Linked DNA regions of Mus musculus: all the other regions are linked to region 4. Evidence: chromatin contacts called from public HiChIP or PLAC-seq data. All regions are on one chromosome and are shown on one strand. Each heading gives the region's core, a stretch centred on a gene start, on an enhancer-like site or on the middle of the called end of the contact. The rest is flanking DNA. Distances are from core to core; before and after follow the strand shown.

Region 1 (3,120 bases), core at 575-3,074, 250 kb after region 4:
CTAGCTCTTGATTTGAGAAGGTAGGGTCTTTGTAATACTTTAAAGGATAGAGAATTACTTAGTTTAATTTTTTGAGTGGCATTTAGGTTCTTTGTCTTTGTGCTCTGCCTTCTTTGGTCTGATCCTTCAGCAGAAGAAATAACACTGTGTAATAATGAAAAGGTGCTGTTGAATAGACACATGGCTGGAAGCGAGAGCTATCTGAATGGGGTTTTGTAGCAGCGATTTTAGTTGACTCATCTTCAACTTGAAGTGCAATTGACTTTCTGAGAGTTTTCTCAACCTTCTGTGATAAGTCTGGTGGAAGTCAAGTGAAATCAGTGTTTGATAGTTGGTGCTCAAGCTTGGTGTATGCATCTAGCCTTTCAAAATCTTTCTAGGTACTCAGCTTGTGACGGAAAAGACTAGGCATTTCCTTTTTAATTTTGCTTTTGTTCTATTTCTGTCTCTGCCTCACTATATAGCCTAAACTGACCTCGAACTTGCCATTTTACTACCTGGAGATTACATGAGCCTGGCTTCTCTTATACTTGTATTTAATGCTCTACTAATTCTAACTGCTGCTTAACAGCATTCATTCCCGTTTTCTTGCTTTTGCTTTCTCACTTCCTTCCTTTTCTTCTTCTCTCCATCCCTCCCCCATCTCTTTTTAAAAATTAGGTATTGTCTTGTTATTTATGACAAGCTGTCCTCAAACTTGTGATTTATAGTTGTGTGAGTCCCTTGTCCGTGTGTCCATCTCCCTCACTCTCTTTCAATAAGGCCTTGCTGTGTAGCCTTGACTAGTCTGGAACTAGCTAGAGTCACAGATCTTTTGTGGTGTTTTGAGACCAGTTCTCACCATGTAGCCTTGGGTGGCCTGGAACTTGCTTTGCAGTCTTACGGAGATCCATCTGCTTCTGCCTCCTGAGATCAACAGTGTGTGCCCACCATACTCTGCCATTTTGTGTTTTTTTTTCCTAAGAAAATATGTCTGTTTTTATTACTTTTGGTTGAATAGAAACATACAGTTGAAAAGTCTTATGCCATTACAGGCGCTTTTAAGATTAACTGGAAGAGCAGAGAGTGGTGGTGTGTGCATGCTTGTGATCTCAGCACTGGGGAGGTGAAGGTAGGAAGATTACAAGTTAGAAGTCAGTCTTGGCTATGTGTTTAAAAAAAAGTTAATAAATCAATTATTTTAAAAATTCCATAAATGTGTGATATTTCCAAAAAAAATAATTTGTTTTTTGCATAGCTAGGAATGAATTGAACTTTTGATTTTATTTAAATATAATACAAAATGCATTTTAAAATGTATGTGATGTCCCTTTTGTTTTATGATACTGTTTTTATAAGCAATTAAAATATATTAGAAGGTGCACTTGGGATGATTTAAAAGGATTCTGTGTGTTTATTGGTGTCATACATACATGTTATTTGGGTCATAGGTTGTTTTGTAGTTGTATAAAATATGTGGTATAATAAAGAGAAATGAAAAATGTATGTTTCTGCTTCTTTTTCAAAAAACACTGAAACTCAAGCAAGCTGACCAAGCTTCTTGTATTTACGTAACAATTTATACTCAGCGATGGGAACTCCTCAAAATATTAATCATATAGTAAAAAGTAGCTTTTAACAATTTAAATGTTCCCTTTTATAAAAATCTTTAGTTCTTTAAGGCTACTAGTTATTGTTATCACTTTAGAGAGTACTCAGGTGGTTCTAAGAAAAACTTCAGAACAGCTGTAGTAACAGCTGCAGATTTAGTCAAAATAGGCGTTTTAAAGGCTTCTTATTGCCCTTTCACATCTCTTTCCCTTACCCCAAATAACCCAAATGTTTTCTAAAAGTTTTGGTGAAATTGGGGTTCAGAGACCTGGATTACCATATGCTTGCTGTGCGCAGACTTGGTGGCTGCCTGTAAATTTTTGCTAAGGTTGTCTAGTTAGCTTGTGTCTGCATTGGTTTTATAGATGCACATGGCTTTTACACAGGCCAGTGTCTTTGATCAAGAGTCATCTACTATAACTACTCATAGAATTAATAGTTTCAGCTTAAATTTAAGCAGATGTTGCTAGTATTGCATTTTGACTAGAAGTAAAGGTAGAAATGCATATATTTTTTAAAGTGTTTCTTCAAATTTTTACTTTAATAAGAAATTGCCTTTAGTCTTATAAAAAACCAAATTTGGCAAATCTAAGTTTTGAGGGAAATCTATTATAATGAATTGAAAGCTCAGTACGTACCCTTGTTAGATACCCTCCCCTCCTTACAGCTTTATGATCTAGCGACGGGATGGCATTCGAGGCAGCTTTTAAGTCTATCAGGCAGGAATGGCTGTTAAGGGCTATGGAGGTTAAGGGTTATGTTAAGGTTATGGCTAACGCAGTGTTTGGAACTAGTTTCCATCACCCAGTTACAGTCTCTGTTTGCAGATGCAAATCATACTGACCATTGATCATAAGATATAACAGTATAACCTGGCTGTTATCCTGGTTGTACAGAATTATCTACTTAGAATCTGGTTAAAAATTGTAGTAACAATGCTGTATCATACATGGGGGAATTTGAAATTTCCTGTTAAACAGTTATATACTTTCTGTTAGACCATGTGTAACATGCCCCTATGCAAGTAACACTGTGCTCAAGGTGATAAGGACACAAACCTATTTAGGACAAGGTTCCTACCTTTAAGTACACTCACATGCATTAAATTAACCACCCGTGAAAGGATAAATACGTATTTAAATAGTTAGACTCAGGAACTCTATATCTTAAAGGAATTCTAAAGGTTTGATAAACTCTATTATTACGTGGGAAGAAACAATGAAGGGTAATGAATTGGCTTAAGTCGTGTATTAAATAGGGACTTTACAGGACTTTCTTTTTTTTTTTTTTTCCGTGGATATCTTTTTATTGGTTTTATAGCAGGAGCTCCGTGTAAGCTTTTTTTCTGTGATTGTAAATTCTTTGCTTTTAGTCTAAGAATACATACAGATTTATGAGACTAAAGAAAGGATATGTAATTATTATATGATATAAATCATTTATAATTCATGTTACTAACTTATATTAAAATCATATATATACATATATGTATATGTATGTATATGTGTATATATATAGCTTAAAGACAGA
Region 2 (2,714 bases), core at 44-2,543, 140 kb after region 4:
ATGTTCATGTGAGAGTTTACTGAATGAAAACCTTTTAGGAGTTTTACAGGAATTACACCAGAGACAAACGCTCAGACACAGTTTATACACAAATGATAGTATTTATTCCAGCTGGCTGGTATTACACTCAGGTATTCAGGACCCAAATGTAGCTCTGAGTATTTAGGGCAAAAGGTTTCTTAAAGGTAAAAACTACATCCTGTTGTCTCACTCTGTGCCTGTTGGGAGAGGTTTTGGGCAAGCAAGCAGTTTAGCAGTAGTTGAGTTAAGCTGGTAGCTGGGAGGGGATGTCTGCACAAGCACGCAATTCAACAGAAGATAAGTTAGCTGCACCATCTTGACCTCAGATCTCTAGAATAGAATTGGGTAATTTCCCACAGACTTCTTTATTAAGGAGCTCAAACTCTACTTAAACCTGAAATGACCCAGTAAAAATCCAAAATGGAAGAACCTCTGCACTGTCTTGCCCCATCACAGGAGACCTTGCAGCACAATGATTTAAGGTTCCGACTCTACTTCTGAGGAGTCTGTGAGATTCAACCACAATATCTGTTCTCTTGATCTCTGTTAGAGCTGTTCAGACTCCTGATTCTCTCAATCATCTCAGAAAAGAGCCAGCATGTAAAAAAGGGAGGTAACACTGTGTCTGGCTTCATAGGAGCCCAAAAACTTTTTTTTTTTTTTTTTTTTGGTTTTTTTTTTTTGGACAGGGTCTCATGCTGTAGTCCAAGCTATTCTTGAACTTAAGGTGATCTCCTGTCTGAGTACTGGGATTACAGTATGTACCACTATACCCAGTCATCTCACAAGCACTTTAGATATGAGTGATTACAGAGCAGCCATCCTTGACAAAGCTTATCTCTCTCATTTCTGAAATAAAGGGCAGAACCTTCAGGGAGGCCTCTCCTCTTAGTTTCTTTGTCAGTATTTTTCAGAAAGTAAGTTATCTGTCCAAGGCAACCTGAAACTGCAATAGAAATTATTCTCTGGGCTAGAGATGCCAAGATTGCCAGAAATTTAATGCAGCACAGCACAGCACAGCGCAGCACAGCACAGCACAGCACAGCACAGCACAGCACAGCACAGCACAGCACAGCACAGCACAGCACTTACTACCCTGCCTATACCTAGACCTCTTGCTTTGGCTGGTCTGCTGGTGACCTGTGAAGCTCTGGACAGGGCAGGGCAGGGCAGGCTTCAGAACTCAGCATGGCTCCCTGGCAGAGGCCAGCGAGTTGCTTGCCAACAGGAAGCCCTGGCTAGCAGGTCTTGAGGAAAGGGAGAGAAGAACTCTGTAACCACAGGAGCCAGGAAATGCTCATTATAGACTCTGTAAAGGGACCCCCGGTGTTTTCTGGGCTAACACAGAGAAGGACTATTTACTTCTCAGCGATGGCTTTCAGAATTGGAGAGCTCAAGCTGAAGCCAGGAACTGGGAACTGGGAACCACCGATCCAGATCATCACGTGATGGAAACACACCTGCGGAGATAAAGAACAGTGTGGCTCCCTAAGCAAGCATTCTTGTGGACGCTGCATTACCAACCAGGCTGGGACAATTTGTCTTTTGCCAACTAAAGACAAATAAATGCAGGTGGGCAGAGCAGGGCAGCTCCTCCAGCAGCCTTGTGATCTGAGAATCATTTGAACCCTACCCCACATGAGTGTTGCCTAGATAAGAGGTACGAGTTCATACTCCATCACCAAGGAGCAAGAAAAATACATGGCTTTAGTTTTCTAAATCAAGTGAAAATCAGGTTGTGGGCCCCACCTGGATCTGACTTGTGTGAGGGGTCACTGGTAAGACTGTGTTAGAATGCAAGAGCTTTGTCTAGTGGTGGAGAAAAGGGTGAGGACTTGAACTACTCAACAAAATCACCAGGATTAAAGTTGTTTCTTTGTTATGTGGCCTAGCTGGAAAACTCAATGTTTATCTTCCCAGTGCCTACTTTGCCTGCACTTTGCCTGCCAAATCCACTGTGAGGAGCCTTGTCTAGTTTGTTTGTTTGTTTGTTTTACCCAAGGTCATGTGTAGTTAGAGACTGTCCTTGAGGCTTTAGCCATGAGCTGAATGCTAAGTTTGGGGTGGGGGATGGACGGTAGAGGAGTTCTGCAGGAGCTTTAAACCCTTCCTGCAGACTTCACAGCAGCATTTCCCACTGTTACTGCTAGCTAATGCTTTCTCATTTTCAAATACAGGGCCATGTAACCATCTTACAGAGTTCTTTCCTGTTGGCCTTTCAACCAGCCTGCTGCCCTCAGACCCTGCAGAGAAGCACATTAGAGACCTGACTGCCAGGCACCAATGGCTTCCCTAGAGCCATGCACAGAAGAGGCGCAAGCCTCCGAGAGGGCATGGCTTTGAATGACCCTCTAGGCTTGTCGAATCTAGAAAGCCAAGGTCCTCTCCTCTGCTCCCCACCTCCAGTCTAACTCCTTTTTGGAGTTTGGACTTTGTCTTTTGACTCCAATAAAAATGAGGAACTAAGACCCTGAACACAAAGTCTTGGGTGACTAAGGAACTAAGGGGCATTGAAGGGGAACAGATAGACACGTTTCTTAAATCTGAAAGGGAAAGAAGCCTCATGTGATTATTACTCTGTTACTAGAGAATCACCCCTTTAGATGAGACATAGCTGGGATCCTGTATTAGATGCCCCATTGGGAGAGGGGCAGGTAGGGGTGGCGCCCTATTCACCTGATACTTCATAATGT
Region 3 (2,913 bases), core at 13-2,512, 160 kb after region 4:
AACCTTTAGGTCCAAATTCTCTCTCTCTTCACATCTGAGTGAAGAGCAGCTAGGATATCCCCAAAGAATTTAGTGACCAGGTTATTTACTTGTTTATTTATTTATTTTTGAAACCCATATACCTGCTTTTAGGGCCTAAAGCTTTGTAAGTAGAGAAATAGGTGACCAACAAATGATACAATTACATTTAAATTTAAAATATTTTTGAAAAACCAAAAAGCACATCATGTAACTTGTTTTTATTTTAACGATTCAAACTTTAATCACCAATAAGCATTACAATTTCATAAAAGCAAAACAAAAATAATAAAGCGAGCACTCCATGCGAATTCTGAGCTATGTGGATTGTATTTACAGGATCTTACCATGTAGCTCAGGTTAGCCTTAAACTCATTGGCTCGAGTGATCATTCTGTCTCAGCCTCCTGAGTACTTGGAAATATAAAAGTGTGAACCATTGTTTCACCCAAATAAAAGTGCATGAGCTATTTTTTTTTTTAAATCCAGTTTTTACAACGTTTGTATGTGGAGGGTGTAGGGAGAGATGACAACAGGATCTTATATAACTCAGGCTGGCCCCTAACTCCTGTGTAACTACGGATGACATTGAATTGATATCTCTTTCTCCACTCCCAAAGTGCTGAGACTACAGGCATATACCTCACCCTCGGTTTTACTTACATTTTTTTTTCCTTTTTTTTTTTTAAGATGGTGATTTTGCTGTGCTGCCCAGGCTAACCTCAAACATCCCATCTTCTTCCATCAGCCTCTGTCTGCTTGGGTTTTGAAACCAGTTTTATGTAATAATATTCTTGGATCCTTTCCAGTTAGAGTGAGATCAGATTGTCCCCAGAAGGGCACCATGCAACAGGCACTTGAAAAACAAAGCCATGCTCAGTTTCTGTCACGTGACTCGTGACTCCGTAGGACCTTATCAATGTGTCTGACTCCTCGTCTGTGAGTTTAAGTGAGAAGGTCAACTTCCTTTACAAGATTGCCACGAGGACTAGTGATTTTCAATGCTGGCTTTGAAACAAGAAAAAGAAAAAAAAAGCAGGAGTCTTTCTGAGTAGATTCGCCTCTGTTGGAATCTGCCCCTCCCTTTAGGTGCCTGACATCCTGAGAAGTAGATGAGAAACTGAATGGTAACAGTGTCACATGACTTTTAAATGGCTGCAAATTCTTGACATAGTAACTCTGCGAAGCTTCGGAGTAAAAACATTAGTGACTTGATGATGACTAACCCAACAGTCCCAGCACTTCCGTTGGTTGCTGTTGCCAAAGGAGGAGGCAGGAGGAGAAGACAGGGCGATGAGGGGCGGGGAGCTGCCTTGGTTGTGACAGTTCTCCTAGACCATAAATTTAGCTAATTAATAGTATCAGCTGTTACTTATTATTTAATTCAGCAGGGCTGCTCTGTAATTCTACTACTCTTAAGTTGGCAAAGCATTTTGTAATGGAGCTAGCTCAATGAAAGATCCTATATAAAATGAAATGTACACTTCTTGTCACCCGGTGGGAGTCACCCTAGGGAGCTGCTTGGGCCACAGATTACGAAGATGAGTAGCTCACTGGGAGAGTACTTGTCCAGTGCCTGCCGGCCCTGGGTTCCAGTCCCAACCTGAAAAAGGGAAGAAAGACAGCAACATGGCGCCCCTGAGGATGTGGCTGACAAACACTTGTCTCAAGCCAGTCTCCTGCAACCCCTCAGTCCAGGAGCAGCAGCAGCCGGGAATGGTTTAGTGTTCTGCTTCAACAGAGTCACAGGTGTGGGCTCGCTTACTGAATTTGCCATCATGCCAGCTTTCCGAAAGGAGAAGAAATGAAATGTTTGCCTCCATTTACCTGCTCAGGGTGTAAGAGAGAAGGACACATGCGAGACCTGAAGGCTACCCCAAAGAGACAGTAAAAGTGTCAGGTGGTGTCACACCTGAAGGTCCCCTACAGTAACAATTCCACTTGAAAGTTATTTGTTGGAAAAGAGAAGACAGAAATCATGGGGCTTCAGAACAACATTCCCTTAGTGCACTAATGCTAAGTATTTTTGGGACGATTGACAACGTAAGCTTACTGGCAGGTAGAGAAAAGCCTGTAGGTCTACGCAGTAGTCTTTCTTAGAGTGTCAGAATGACCCTTTGGCCGTTTCATACCAAGAACTGTGAAGAAATGTTGTAAGACTTAAAAAAAAACCTCCTACTTTATTAAAAAGATGTTTTAAATAAAAATGAACATGGAGGCCCACAAGAAAGCAGCTCCGCACAGTCCGAGGTGAAACAGTAAGTGCCTGGCAAACACCAACTAAATGATGGACCAGGCGTTGCTGGGAGCTTCAGGGGTGAGTGATGCTCTGCAAGATCCAGGCTCCTCCTTGTGAGAATGATGCTCAGTGTTCTGGCCTCCGGTCTAATGGGCACAATCTGCTTTCTGGAAGCATTTTAGCCTCTTTGTGCTCTTCTAACAAAACACCAGAGACTGGGAACAATGTAAACAGTGGACATTTATTTCTCACAGTTCTGGAGGTTGGGAAATCCAAGATCAAGGTGCTAGCTGGTGAGGGCCTTCTTACACATCTTCCTCTGACAGAACCTGGCAACCTCACTTCACTAGAAGTAGGTGTAAGACTAAAAGGGGACCCCTAGCTGTTGCCCTCCAATCCTTTTATAAGGCACTAACCCATTTGTGAGAGTGCAAAGCCTTTATAACTTGGTCACTTCCCCCAAAGGTCCTTCCTACCTCTAAATATGATAACAATGGGGATTAGGTTTCATAGAGACTTTTTCAGAGGACACATTCAAACCACAGTAGTTGGCCAAACATAAAGAATCAATAAGATGGAGACAGAATAGTGTGGTACTTAGAGGCAGGGCTCAGCAATCTCTAACAGGGGTCCTTGATGGCTTTGGAATGATATATA
Region 4 (2,821 bases), core at 188-2,687:
ACTACCTACAAACCCAAGGTCCTGGAGCAAACCGTTTCTCAGCTCTTAGCTTAAACTTCATTTCTAATGTGAGGTTCAAATGAAATGAAACCTATGGTTGATTTGGATGCTATAGGGGATACACCACAGCTTCCCACCACCCTTCTCAAGGGAGGGCTTTCCTTAATAACTTCCAGGGCACAGGTCTCTTTCCTTGAAAGAGTTAGCGTATATGGGTATAAGACGTGAATGAAGTAGCATGGTGTAGTTTGCCTGGCCCAGGTTTGCCTGTTTGTTTGTGCAGGACAATAGGCTTGTGTGATGATAGAACTTAGGATCTGATAACTCCAGTTTTTACTTTACTTTTAGTTGCCCCAAGATTCAGTTTTCTGGTCTGTGAAATGAGGAGAATAAAGGGAGACTTTGGAGCGAGTTCAGAGGTACACACAATGTGTTGGTCGAAATGTCATGGTCAGAGTAAGGGGTCTTTATTATTACTCTTGATTTTAGAACAGAAAAACAAACAAACAAACAAACAAACAAACAAACATGCAACCCCACTCAAAGATGTAGAAAGAGAAAAATGGAACCCACTGCCTTTAGGATCCAAGAATAGACTTACTAGCAATCTTCATCTGCTCAATGCAGGGAAGGCAGGGAAGTCCCTTAGTCACAGTTCCTATCTACATTCAGATCACACATCTCACCAAAGAAAAAGATAAAGATGGTGGAAGCCATGGACTGTCATAACCGCATCAACATATCTACAGCAGTGGATGCATACAGAGACTGTACTTAACAAACAAAAGTGAATACTTCCGAATCTCAGAGCAAACAAAATCGGTGCATATTGGGGGTGTGGGGTGTGGGGTAATGTCCCCAGCTGGAGAAGAGTCCGGGTGGCTACTTAGACTCTGCTCAGCAGCCAGGCATGGACTTTGAAAGTAGCTGGTCAGGGGTAGAACTTCAGGCAAGGGGTGGAAAGAAACAGGGAGGGGTGGAGAGAAGGAAGCAAGGACTCCTTACACAGCAGCACGAGGCTGAGGAAGTGATTTCCCCTACCCCGCCCCGCCCAGGGGCTCATGGGAGGGAACCTACTGGTTCCCCAGACTCGTGAGAACTCATGCTTCGGAGGGTCTTATAAGTGCCTTTTGGAAACTCAGCATTTGTTAACTTGTCACCGCATAAAGGCAGGAGAGAAGCCTGACATTTTTCTGACGCCTGAAAGCGAAAGAAGAAAGGGTTCTTACTGTCAGGGCCACATCCTGAATGACAGGGGTCAGTGTGTGCAACCGATCCGTGTGGGCGCAGGCTTCTAATTATTTCCTGGATAACCTGTTATCTATTATCCATCAGGCGCCTTGCCAGAATATGCTAACGTCTCCAGAGTTCCTGCTCTGGAGTCTGAGGAACTTGTTTTCATTTTTAAAGGGGACGCAGGCGTTGAGTGACAGCAGCTGGGTATCACAGTAGAAGGGCTACCCTCTGTTGGGCTTGAGCTGATAGAGAGCAAAGGCTACTAAGGTGTGGGTGGGACGGGTGGGGTCAGAGTGGGGCGCCCGAGGGGGTGAGGGGGCCCAAGCCCCTGGTCAGAAACAAAACATTTTCTCCTCAGGACTCCTTCCCTCAGGCTTCTCTTGGAGACTTGGCTGTAATCAGAAATGTCTGGAAATTTTTTCTGAGAAAGTTGAGTTTTCTTAGGCTGTAGTCATTTGCTGGACAAACACGGAAGCTCTTCAAAGAACCTTCTTCTGGGAGACAGGGAAGGGAGGATCCACACCCAGGCGAGCTATCAACTATCAGTCACACCCTGGCCTATATTTGTACTAAAGCACAAAGAAAAGTCAGCCAGTGGGAGGGGACCACAAATATGGGACATTGTTCTGTTTTCTAAAGATAGCCCTTGTTCATTTATTTAAAATTTGGAAAGTCCAGGAAAAAAAAAAGACTAGAAGTTGATTTCTCAGAGGCCCATTGTCCTTGTTAACATTTTGGCTTAGGATGTACCCCCTTCCGCCATGTTAATTTATACCAACCCTTGAAAGCCAGGACTTTTAAGCTAAAAATATAATGCTTCCCTTTCATTCTTTGGAAGCGTGGGGAGGGCAACGTGTTGTTTAGCGCTGGAGTTTAAGGTCAGAGTTCTGGAACCCTCAGAAGGCCCATGTTGCCAGGCTAAAGGTGAGCCCTGCTTACTCCCCAGGGCCTGGGATGGCTAAAATCCAGGGCCTTTTGTTTCAAACAGAGCAAGGGGGTTAAAAGAGTATTCCAGTTATCAAAAGCCCACAGACATGGGGCCAGCTCTCCACGGAAGCTTCCAGAAAACTAGAGAAGGTGGAACAAAGTTATCGAAGGTTCAGAAATCGGTTGAAAAGGGACAGATGAGGTAATCAGATACTAGGTGGTTCCAGATTTCTGCCATGGAGCAAATTCCAGGCCAGAGCTCAGGCACAGAAAAGCAAGCCAAACTCCAAGCTCTTAGCGGAGCAGACAGGCCAGGAGAGGCCGGGTGGTGGGAATTGGCCTAGCAGAATGTAAGGGAGGCAGGAATTACACAACGCTGTCTCAAAGGTTTGACGGGAACATTCTGCTGAGCACCAGGCTGTATGGGCACGGGATCATAGGCAAGGCTCCAGGAGATGACAGAAAAAGCAGTTTTAGGGGCACTTACAACATTATACTTTTAAAAATTAGGTTCTGAATTTTAAAAGATTTTTACTTTGTATATTCGTTTTGCCTACATGCCTATATGTTTTGCCTACATACGCTTGTGTGTCTGCTGCCTGCAAAGGTCAGAGGAAGGTGTCAGGTCCCCTGCAACTGGAGTCACAGATGATTGTAA

What was found. HiChIP or PLAC-seq counts read pairs in DNA pulled down with a chosen protein or histone mark.
Region 1: an H3K27ac HiChIP or PLAC-seq map of trophoblast stem cells shows a contact between it and region 4, with 5 times the contacts expected there. The contact joins two enhancer-like sites. A contact is called at or near these places in 1 of 484 Hi-C or Micro-C datasets (Th1 cells), 5 of 115 datasets of contacts at active chromatin or transcription factors (the 230-238 cell line, effector CD8 T cells, extraembryonic endoderm stem cells and 2 more) and 1 of 9 other capture datasets (embryonic stem cells).
Region 2: a contact with region 4 is called in an H3K27ac HiChIP or PLAC-seq map of the HPC-7 cell line, with 9 times the contacts expected there. The contact joins two enhancer-like sites. A contact is called at or near these places in 2 of 484 Hi-C or Micro-C datasets (the G1E-ER4 cell line and myeloid progenitors), 11 of 115 datasets of contacts at active chromatin or transcription factors (the HPC-7 cell line, T-cell acute lymphoblastic leukemia, embryonic stem cells and 6 more) and 1 of 9 other capture datasets (embryonic stem cells).
Region 3: a contact with region 4 is called in an H3K27ac HiChIP or PLAC-seq map of trophoblast stem cells, with 19 read pairs. The contact joins two enhancer-like sites. A contact is called at or near these places in 2 of 15 datasets of contacts at CTCF or cohesin (CD8 T cells and the NIH/3T3 cell line), 9 of 484 Hi-C or Micro-C datasets (3T3-L1-derived adipocytes, the HPC-7 cell line, adipose-derived mesenchymal stem cells and 6 more), 13 of 115 datasets of contacts at active chromatin or transcription factors (the HPC-7 cell line, bone marrow-derived dendritic cells, bone marrow-derived macrophages and 9 more) and 1 of 9 other capture datasets (embryonic stem cells).

Annotation. Positions count from the first base shown.
Region 1 is chr12:77,305,192-77,308,311 of GRCm38.p6, forward strand. All of the region lies in intron 2 of Fut8 (fucosyltransferase 8), which reads left to right. Among named protein-coding and RNA genes, the nearest start is that of 9530018F02Rik, 68 kb to the left of the region's middle. Within about 2 kb of position 1,825, at least 4 of the 459 cell types and tissues checked have an H3K27ac peak or open chromatin away from gene starts, as enhancers often do.
Region 2 is chr12:77,196,023-77,198,736 of GRCm38.p6, forward strand. No RefSeq gene overlaps it. Among named protein-coding and RNA genes, the nearest start is that of Gm40446, 5.7 kb to the left of the region's middle. Within about 2 kb of position 1,294, at least 82 of the 459 cell types and tissues checked have an H3K27ac peak or open chromatin away from gene starts, as enhancers often do. A contact at or near this core is called in the G1E-ER4 cell line, the HPC-7 cell line, kidney and 2 more, where this site is marked.
Region 3 is chr12:77,215,824-77,218,736 of GRCm38.p6, forward strand. No RefSeq gene overlaps it. Among named protein-coding and RNA genes, the nearest start is that of Fut8, 21 kb to the right of the region's middle. Within about 2 kb of position 1,263, at least 55 of the 459 cell types and tissues checked have an H3K27ac peak or open chromatin away from gene starts, as enhancers often do. A contact at or near this core is called in brown adipocytes, myeloid progenitors, peritoneal macrophages and 1 more, where this site is marked.
Region 4 is chr12:77,059,169-77,061,989 of GRCm38.p6, forward strand. No RefSeq gene overlaps it. Among named protein-coding and RNA genes, the nearest start is that of Gm35189, 5.5 kb to the left of the region's middle. Within about 2 kb of position 1,438, at least 189 of the 459 cell types and tissues checked have an H3K27ac peak or open chromatin away from gene starts, as enhancers often do. A contact at or near this core is called in the G1E-ER4 cell line, the HPC-7 cell line, brown adipocytes and 5 more, where this site is marked.